Linked DNA regions of Mus musculus: region 2 is linked to region 1. Evidence: chromatin contacts called from public promoter capture Hi-C data. All regions are on one chromosome and are shown on one strand. Each heading gives the region's core, a stretch centred on a gene start, on an enhancer-like site or on the middle of the called end of the contact. The rest is flanking DNA. Distances are from core to core; before and after follow the strand shown.

The links. Promoter capture Hi-C pulls out the DNA fragments that hold promoters and counts their contacts.
Region 2: a contact with region 1 is called in a promoter capture Hi-C map of embryonic stem cells, with 4 times the contacts expected there. The contact joins the promoter of Rnaseh1 here to the enhancer-like site in region 1. A contact is called at or near these places in 3 of 39 promoter capture datasets (cranial neural crest, embryonic stem cells and liver).

The regions. Positions count from the first base shown.
Region 1 is chr12:29,636,649-29,641,760 of GRCm38.p6, forward strand. All of the region lies in intron 2 of Myt1l (myelin transcription factor 1-like), which reads left to right. Among named protein-coding and RNA genes, the nearest start is that of C630031E19Rik, 47 kb to the right of the region's middle. Within about 2 kb of position 3,278, at least 7 of the 459 cell types and tissues checked have an H3K27ac peak or open chromatin away from gene starts, as enhancers often do.
Region 2 is chr12:28,646,266-28,650,993 of GRCm38.p6, forward strand. It overlaps Rnaseh1 (ribonuclease H1), which reads left to right and starts at 3,337. Exons shown (of 8, transcript NM_011275.3): 1 at 3,337-3,551. The coding sequence starts at 3,424.

The DNA.
Region 1 (5,112 bases), core at 2,028-4,527:
CTAAGAGTATGGAAGAATAAGAGGCAGTTAGGGAACAGGTATGGAGGTGATGAGAGCTCAGCAAAAGGGGACATCATGGTGGAACCAAAGGACTTTCAAGAAAGAAAGGAAGGCACACAAGGTCGACATCTTCTGGTTTGGGGTTTCTTTGGTAATGTAAAGCTGCAGATTCAAGGAGAGGGACAAGCATTTGGTCTGTCAATTGCCAAAAGACACTAGCAATTGGAAAGGTTAGTGGATGGATGGGACACTTCCAGGGTCAAATGCTGGCACAGTGGTCATTTAAAAGATTTTATAAAGATTTATCCCCTCTACACTTACACAACCAGACACCATAAGATGGGATGAACAAGGCCCAGGATAGTCCTCTTTAGCTACTATTATCTTTACCTTTCACATTCTGCGTGAAGAATTATTATGTTCTTGAGTGTGTCCATTGCTAGCACAGTGTCTTAGAGATAGATCCTTACTGTCCATGGACGGTCTCCATGAGAACATAAACAGCCAAGTGTCCTCCCAGTGCTGCAGCACCCAGAAGAGAAGAGAAGGATATTCCTCAAAACTGATTATTCTTAGCTTTAATTATCTATGTTTTTAATTGCCTGTATCATTTCATTCAACCTGGAAAAATACACCATAATGCACTAATAGAGCCTCACTGTGATTTCCTTGGTGTGATGTTTCCTGGTGTGTACATAACAATAGGCTCTAGGACCAACCTTAAACTATACCTTGTGCCAGTGAATGGTTTAAATGTCATGAAATTATAATAATTTTAGAAGTATACATTTCAAACCTAAGTTCATCTATCATTCTTTACTGCAATCAAAATGTATACTTTTGAAACTAGTAATGGATATATGATATCATGATTTTAGTCCGTGACATAAATGCACATGAATTTGCTTTCATAATCAAGTTTTAAACAGAATCCACAGGGCAAGGTAGGGATGCTCTCCCATTCCATATTCCCACCCGTCTTTCTGAGCATGACTTCTGTAAGCTTATGGTTTATATGCACCCTCATTGGCACTCTGCGCATGCGTGTTTTACTCATGGAAGCACAAGGTAGAGCACTGGGCTTTGGTTTGTGTCCTGTGTCTCAAGAGTGTTAGACTGTGTCCCGTGCAGCGTCCATTTTGTTGTCTTGCTTGTCGTGCACAAGGATCGATTCTAGATTCATGTTTTAGCTAGAATCATCAAATCAATTCATTTCACCCAAGATTTTTGATTAAATGCAATACTGTAATGACAATTTTAACATGCATTTATGCACACGTGTGACTAAAACATATTTGGTAGACACTAGGAACTAAAATTGTTAAATCAGCATATGCATATTCAAAATTAGCACACATGCTGCCAAATTCCTGACAGGGGTATTCCATGTAGATCCACTTCAGCCTGCTGGGGAGTTCACTTCCCTTGCTTCCACATATCCAATAGTCAGGATAAAGCCCTTAATATCCCATCCTAGGCACTAAGTCAGAGTCTTGGTGGCTCTGGTCACATCCCCGTGGGTTCAGGAGGCCTTTTATGCATCAGGATTGAGATTGCCACAAGATGGAGACTATGAATACAGGTCTGAAGTGAAGGACAGACACATCTTAAGCTTGTTATACATTGGAGGTTATACAGAGGATGTCTTTATCTATTGATACCTCCACATTGTAAACTTTGAGCATTGGTCTCCTTCATGTTATCAATTGGAACCACGCTCCCTGATTAAATCACGGTTTCATTATCAGCACCAATCCTACCCAGGGTCTAGGGAGATTCTTGTGATATGCTAAGTTTACTCAACTTAATATAATCTAGAATTGCCTTCGAAGAAAGCCCAGGTAAGGAATCGTGTGGATTAGGTTGTCCTGTGAGCATGTTTTTAAGAGATTTTCCTAACTGGATTAATTGAGTTAGAAAGACCTACCTAGAATGTTGAGAGCACCATTTCATGACTGTCACCAGTAGAGCTTATGGGACCTGGGAGAATGGAGCTGATAAATGAGGCAGACTAAAGTCTCATGTAATAGCCAACTTTATTCAGAGCCTCAGACAATTCACACTTGGAGGGTTAAGGGCAATCACACAAGTGTTTATGAGTTCATACTGTATATCATCACAAGAACAAGCCACATGTGGCAAAACATGTTTTTTCATAGAGGCATATAAAGGATAGTTTAAACATTTAATTGAACAAAAATAGCAAGCAATAATGAATAATCTGAAGTAAACTTGCTCATATCCAATACACATGGAAGAAGCTTACAAACACATTCGAAGGATAATTCTGTTTTGAAGAAACTGAGGTTACAAGACCCTTGTCTTGTTGTGGTTAAGCGTTTGTTTGTTGTTATGGTGTTGTTGTTGTTGTTGTTGTTGTTGTTTGGTTTTGTTGTTTGGAATGTTCTTACCATCACTGGAATTCCTCTCACACAACTGAATCCCTAGCCCCTGGACCGTGTTCTAAGGACTGAGTCCTGGACTGAAGAAAGACAAAGTGAAGTGAGGACAGACAGGCACGTTGAGCTCATTCGCTCTCTCCTCTCATGGATGTGACTCGCCGCTTCAAGCCCCTGCCACTGTGAACTCCTTGCTATGATGCGCTCCAGTATGGAGTGTGAGCTGAAGGGAAAAGGTTTACTGTTCTGCCCCTAAGTTGCTTTTGTCCAGTGTTTTGTTAACAGTATCAGGAATGAAACTTGAGCAATGTGATAGGAAAATCTGCACATGGCAAGGAGATTTGGACTCTCAGAACTGCCCAGATGCATACCAACACACAAAATATTGGATTCTATGATCAAATCTGTAACTGATTTGGACTCTAATCACATACATTTAAACACGGAAAGAAAAGTCTTGCCCTCACTCTCCCTTTTCTGATGTCCTGCTGTCTCTCTTTAAGATGTCGTCTCATATTCTGTTGTAATGTGCCTTCCTGTCTTATTATAGTCTTTATTTTCTGTAAAGGTTCCTTCCTTTCTCTTTTGAGAATCTGGAAGTGGACATACTTTGAATTTCATAGACGTAAGAAATTGAATTATCATCTCACAAGCTGTTCTGAAACAGTGTGTACGTAAGCATGGGAGTGGGGCTTCTAACATATGGCTAACTTGGCATGAAGGGAAACACAACCCTATTCCAGCAGGGAAGATGGTGAACCAGAGAGTTCCCATAAATTATTAGCATAGGTCCTTCATCACGCCCCAGAGTGTGGTCCTTCCATCAGTAGAAACACGGGGAGAGGAGGTAGGGATGTGTATGCAAGGCATAGGGATGTTCATTCCCACAGGCAGCTGGGACGCACTGCTTCCTCGCCACCATCTGGACTCCAGACGTGACCACTAAACTATAAGGAAGTCCTGTTGGAAATTGCCTTTCAGGTCCAGATGGTGCGGAGACACCAGTCTAGGAAAGCAAACCATGCTCAGGACAGAGTCCTTGGGCTGTGTCTCACGGGGTCTCATTATTAACTCCACCCCAACCCAGGCGTCTATTCCTCCCTCTGCTGCATGAGGACTGGCAGACAGTTGCCTGGATCTTAGTGTTCAGCTTTGCAGGCCTGAGGAAGACACACTGTCAAAACACATCCCTCATGTTTTAGCCTAGGCTCATTCAGAACTCTGAAAAAGGAAAATTTTTATTTTTTTCTTATTAATTTATTCTTTCATATATTACATCCTGACCACAGCCTCTCCTCCCTCCTCTCCTCCCAGTCCCTCCCCCCAGCTCTCTTCCCATCCCTCCCCTCCCTCCAGCTCCCTTCCCATCCACTCCCCCTCCATTTATCCCCAGAAAAGGGAAGGCCTCCTGGGATATCAACCAAACACAGCATATCAAGTTACAATAAGACTAGGCACTTCCAATCATATCAAGGATGAATGAGACAGCCCAGCAGGAGGACGAGGGTCCAAAAAGCAGGTAAAAGAGTCAGAAGCAGTCCCTGCTCCCTGCATTAGGAGTCCCACCAAATGACCAAGCTATATAACTGTAACATATATGAAGAAGGCCTAGGTTAGGGCCATGCAGGCCCCCTAATTGTTGGTTCAGTCTCAATGAGCCTCTATGAGCCTCTATGAGCCCAGGTGTGTTGATTCTGTGGGCAGGTGTCCTTTACCCTTCTTGCTCATACAATCAAGAAAACAAAAAACAAAAAGCACTATAAAAGCTAAAATAATTTCCACTGGAATGAAAGTAGAGTTGTGACGGTAGCCCACATGCACTTTCTCACAGCGGAAGCCTCTGATAGAAAAGGCATTTGTGCCCTGAGAAACCTCAGACAAGTCAGGCCTGCAGGGTTGAAGGTGCACAAAGTCAAGTGCTGGCCCCAGGAGTGGAGACCATGCAGGGAACACCTCCCAGGCCTGAAATTGGGAGAGCCTCATCATTCCTGCCATTAGCAGGGCTCCTTTAGAAGCATGGCGAGGCAGAAAGCATTCTGGAGCATTTCCTGATGCCATCAACCAGTGCTCAGGGCATCCAATGTGCCCAAGAAGAACTAAACAGAAGAACTGCCTCGAATCAGCCACTCAGCTTCCTGCAGAAAAGCCATTTGTGTCAAGTACACCATGGGGCATTGGGAAATCTTTGAAAAAGTCTAGGGTGCTATAGTGGTAGTTTTATGTCAACATGATACAAGCATCAGAGAGAAGAGAGCTTCAGTTGAGAAAGAGCCTCCATAATATCCAGCTATAGGCAAGCATGGAGAGAATTTTCTTAATTTGTGATTTAAGGAGAAGAGCCCAGCTCATTATGGGTCATGCCATTTCTGGACAGGTGGTCCTGGGTTCTGTAAGAAAGCAGACTGAGCAAGCCATAAGGAGCAAGCCAGTAAGCAGCACCCCTCCTTGGGCTCTGCATCAGCTCTTGCCTCCAGGTTCCTGTCCTGCTTGAGTTTCTGTTCTGACTTCCTTTCTGAACAGTGATATGAAAACTAGCTTAATAAATTCTTTCTTTCCCATGTTGCTTTGGTCCTGGTGTTTCACCACAGCAACAGTAACCCTAACTAACAGGTGCTAAAGGATCGATTTTAAATGCATCCCAGCATCATGAGGGTTGGGCAGAGAAGGTGAACATCAGTGGTTCTGTTGTTCAGAAGGCTTCCTATCACTGCTG
Region 2 (4,728 bases), core at 2,087-4,586, 990 kb before region 1:
AATTTTGTTTCTATTGCCTCTCAAACTCCAGCACCTCTAAGGCCTGCTTACATTGTCTGTGATAAGTACAATTCCCAGAAAAAGCTTTCCTTGGTCAAGTGAAAGAAACTACTGTACTTATTGCTAAATTTCAACTTAAATTAAAGCCTATCTTTTCTCCTTTGCGTGATTATATCTGTAACCAGAGTTTTATGGCAAAAGACTGATTCCAGAAACCACAAAAAAGCTATGTCTTGTCACCTGACCCAAAGGATCACCTAAAGAAAAGGTGCCAGGGGCTGGAGAGATGGCTAAGCGGGTGAGAGCACGGGATGTTCTTCCTGGATTCGGTTCTCAGGGCCCTGTAACTCCAGCTCAAGGGATTTCTCACACCCTCTTCTGGCCTCCTCGGACAGCTTCAAGCATACACCACCACCACCACCACCACCACCACCACCATCACCATCACCACCTTTAAAAGAGTACTGAAAGAAGGCAAAGAGAAAAGATTTAATGAATTTGAATCAAATAGGGAAAACAGATAAAAGGAGTCTAATGATCCCAAAGTACATCTCAGGGTACCACCATAAGCTTTAGCCAGAGAGGAATAAGATGGAGTTAGTTAGACCAGATTGGTGTGTGTGTGTGTGTGTGTGAGTGTGTGTGTGTGTGTGTGTGTGTGTGTGTGATAGGCATCAAGTACACTGAGTGTCACTATCTGAATCCTTTCCTGTCTACTCTCCCTAGAGCCCACTAGGTAGGAGACTTGCTCACTCTACCCTCTCAGACTATCTTCATAAATGTTCTTTGTAGAGGAAGGAGAAATACATTGATATGTTAATAACATTTTTCTCTTTTGATATTTGTTCAAGACAGGGTTTCTCTGTGTAGCCCTGGCTGTCCTGGAACTCACTCTGAAGATCAGGCCAGCCTCAAACTCAGAAATCTGCCTGCCTCTGCCTTCTGAGTGCTGAGATTAAAGGCATTCACCATCACCCTAGCAAGGCAAGCATTCTTAATTACTGAGCCATCTCTCCAGTCCCACCAAGGAGTTTTGTCTTCAAAATTACACATATTGGAAAATACTAACGTGGTTTTGTTTGTTTGTTTGTTTGTTTATTGTTTTTTTCAAGACAGGGTTTCTCTGTAGTCCTGGCACTCACTCTGTAGACCAGGCAGGCCTTGAACTCAGAAATTCGCCTGCCTCTGCCTCTCAAGTGCTGGGATTAAAGGCGTGCGCTACCACGCCCGGCACTAATGTGTTTTTACAGAATAATTACATTAAATGTTAATCAGTCCTTATAGAAAATGTAATTGGCAAGAAAGTTAAGTTGAAGTTATAAATTCAAAGTTGGAACACATTTTTGTACATTAAGATTTTTGTTGACTTTTAGTCATTTTCAAGGTCAGCATGTTTTTATTAATGCGTGCTGGCATGGAAGCACATGCCACAGCATTCCTGTGATGTCAGAGGAAGACTGTGATGTCACTCCTCTGCAAAACAAAGTCTTTCTATGTAGTCCTGGCTGTCTTCGTGCTCAACATGTAGACCAGTCTCACAGAGATTCTCCTGCCTCTGCCTACAAAGTGCAGTGATTAAAGGCTCAAGGCACCACACCAAGCTTCCCAACAACTTTTATTTTTGTTCTGGAGATCCAATTCATGATACCAGGCTTGCTCAGCAAGCTTGTATACCTACTGAGCCATCTAACCCACAGCCAGCAGTTATTAAGATTTTTGCTCTTGTTTTGTTTTGGTTTGGTTTTTTGAGACAGGTGTTTTTTTTCTCTTTGTAGCCCTGGCTGTCCTGGAACTAACTCTGTAGACCAGGCTGGCCTTGAACTCAGAGATCTGCCTGCCTTTGCCTCCCAAGTGCTGGGATTAAAGGCGTGAGCCACTACGTCTGGCTCAAATTATTTTTCTTGAAAAAGTAAGTGTCTTGTATCTTGGCCCCAGTTATGTAGCCAAGGATGACCTTGACTATTGGTCTCCTTATCCCTGACTCCTCAGTCTGGGATGACAGGCAAGTACCACCACACCCGGTTTCCGAGACACTGGATATATCCATACCCCCTTCTTTTGTTTTTTTTTTTTTTCTTTTTTTTTCTTTCTTACCCCCTTTTTTAAACTTTAGAATATTGTTGGTATTTTGAGGTTTTATTTGAGTTGATAGACATTAATACTTGCTACATAGAAATAAAAAGAAGGGATGAGAGGAAGTTCTGGCAGGGCCTATGCCCAATATATGTGAGACCCTAATTTCAATCTCCAGTGCCAGGATTCATCGTGTAGCCAAGACTGCCCTTGAACTTGCAGTAATCCTCTTGCTGTAGTCTACACAGTACTGGGATAATAGGTTTGAGGCACCATGTCTGGCTTCAAATATTAAAAAACAAACAAACAAACAAAAACTCTGGTGGCGCTGGAGAGATGGCTCACTCATTAAGAATAGTGGCTGCTTTTGCAAAGGCTTGAGTTCCAATCCCAGGGGAGCCAATGCCATTTCCTGACCTCTGTGGGCAGAAAGTATGTCTGTGGCACAAACATAGATGCAAGCGAAACACTCATACACATGAACTAAAGTAATACATAAATAAACAACTGATTTCTAAAGGAAAGAGAAGGGTAGAGTTGCTTTACATTCTACAAACCACACCGACAGCTGGCTGAAGGGCAAACAATCAGAGACAACCATTAAAGGGAAATTTTCCCTTCCCTATTTTTTCTTTATATTTAGAAAAACTTTTCATACTCATGACTTCAAGGAATATACATTTATTACTTTAAAATTGCATCTATGTGTTGGTGTGTGCGTGCATTATCATTGGTGCATATGTGCGAAGGTCAGAGGACAACTTGTGGGAGAGTTGTTAAGCTTGGTGGCAAGTGCCTTCACTTTCAAAGTCGCCTTGGTAGTCCCTAAGGAGTAGATTTTAAAATTTTAGTTGATTTTGGGTTATAAAAACGATTCCCCAGTTTGCAACAGTGACTTGCTTCATTCTATGTAGTCCAGAATTATATGGCCAGAGTGTTGTTATGTATTCATGACATCTTCTCATTCATTGCTGGCAAAGGGGAGGGGAACCCTATTCTGCAGAGTTGGGCATCCTAGAATATGGGATGTAGTTTTACAGGGGCTCATTGTCTTCACATCTATTCCCTCATTCGGCCATCATCCTCTCATTCCTTCTTTCCCCTCTTCCTCTCGCTTCCAAATCAGTTTTGCTGTGCTGGGATTGGACTAGGCACTCGGCAGCTGGGAAACACCTCTGTCTCCAGGCCGAACGTCTCCACCGACGTCTAAGAAACCGAAGACACAATCCTCGGCCCCGCCCCTCTCCGCGACGGGCGCCTCGCGACGTCACCTTCCTGAGCCGGAAGTGTGTCGGCTCGCCGGCGGGAGGCTCGCGGGCAGCAATGTGGGTTGCCGCGCTGGCGTGAGTGATGCGCTGGCTGCTGCCGCTGTCCCGCACAGTGACACTGGCCGTCGTACGCCTGAGGCGAGGCATTTGCGGGCTCGGGATGTTCTATGCGGTGAGGAGAGGCCGCAGGACCGGAGTCTTCCTGAGTTGGTGAGACGGAGCCTGGCGGAGCCCTTTATTCTAAACACCTAACAGCTCGTTTAGCCCTTCCGTGTTGTAGTCAAATCCTCCCAAAGAGAACACATGGTCACCGCAGCCAGAATTTACACAAGGCTTCCCACGTTCTGATCGTTCCTGTGTGTGGGTGTTTTGTTTTTTGACACAGGACCTCATGTAGTCCAGACTGCTGAGCTCATTGGTTTGGGCCACCACGCCCAACTTCCTCGTGTTTTCATCTTTTAAACATTTTTCATACCTACTGGGTGACTTTTCTCGAGCCGATTATGTGCCAAATTGAACTTCTGGTCTTTCTGCCTTCACTAACCAAACGCAGGGATTTCAGATAGGCACCGTTATGCTCAATTTGTGTACTGCAGGTGTTTGAACCCAGGGCTTGTGCATACTAGGCCAGCAGCTGAGCTACATCCTCATCCCCGACTGTTTTTAAGAAGGAAAATCGTGGTGAGATGTGTTGTCACATGTTTGTAATTCCAGCACTGTTGAGGTGGAGGCAGGAGGATCACTACAAGTTAGAGGCCAGCATGGGCTGTGGAAGAGATGAGGGAGGGGGAGAGGTGGAGAGTCTCAAGCCAGAAGCTGGTCTTTGCCTTTGGATCCATGTCGCAGCCCTTGGAGGCAAGATGAAGTTTTCAGTTTCACCGGTACTGTGGCAGTTCCCAGGTCAAATGAGAGGCAGAATCGGGGCTTAAGTCCAGGTTTGGGAGTATATGACAGCTAACTTCTAATATCAAGGTTTGTTGTCCCTGTGACCTGGATGTTTCCCTAGGCACAGCTGAGACAGTACTAAGGAAGAAATATATCCACTGCCAACCCTTTTTCTGTGATTGAGTCTTAAAGATAACAAAATTTTAGTATGTGCTGGAGTTGTGGAAGACCTTGTGGTATTAGTATGCTATTTGGATTGGATGGCATTTAGCAGAATGGGCTGTCAGGTCTTAACATGTAAAATGAAACCAAATTGAGGTGTGACCTTTGTCCCAAGGAATTGACAGCAGATCCCTTTGACTCACCATACAACACCAAACCTATAATCCATGAAAAGTCCTTGTATGTTAAACTTCATTCAGTTAAAAACTCCTGCTCTAGAAAAGACACTGGGCCAGGCATAGTGGCACAAGCCTTTAAATCCCCGCACTCAGGAGGCTGG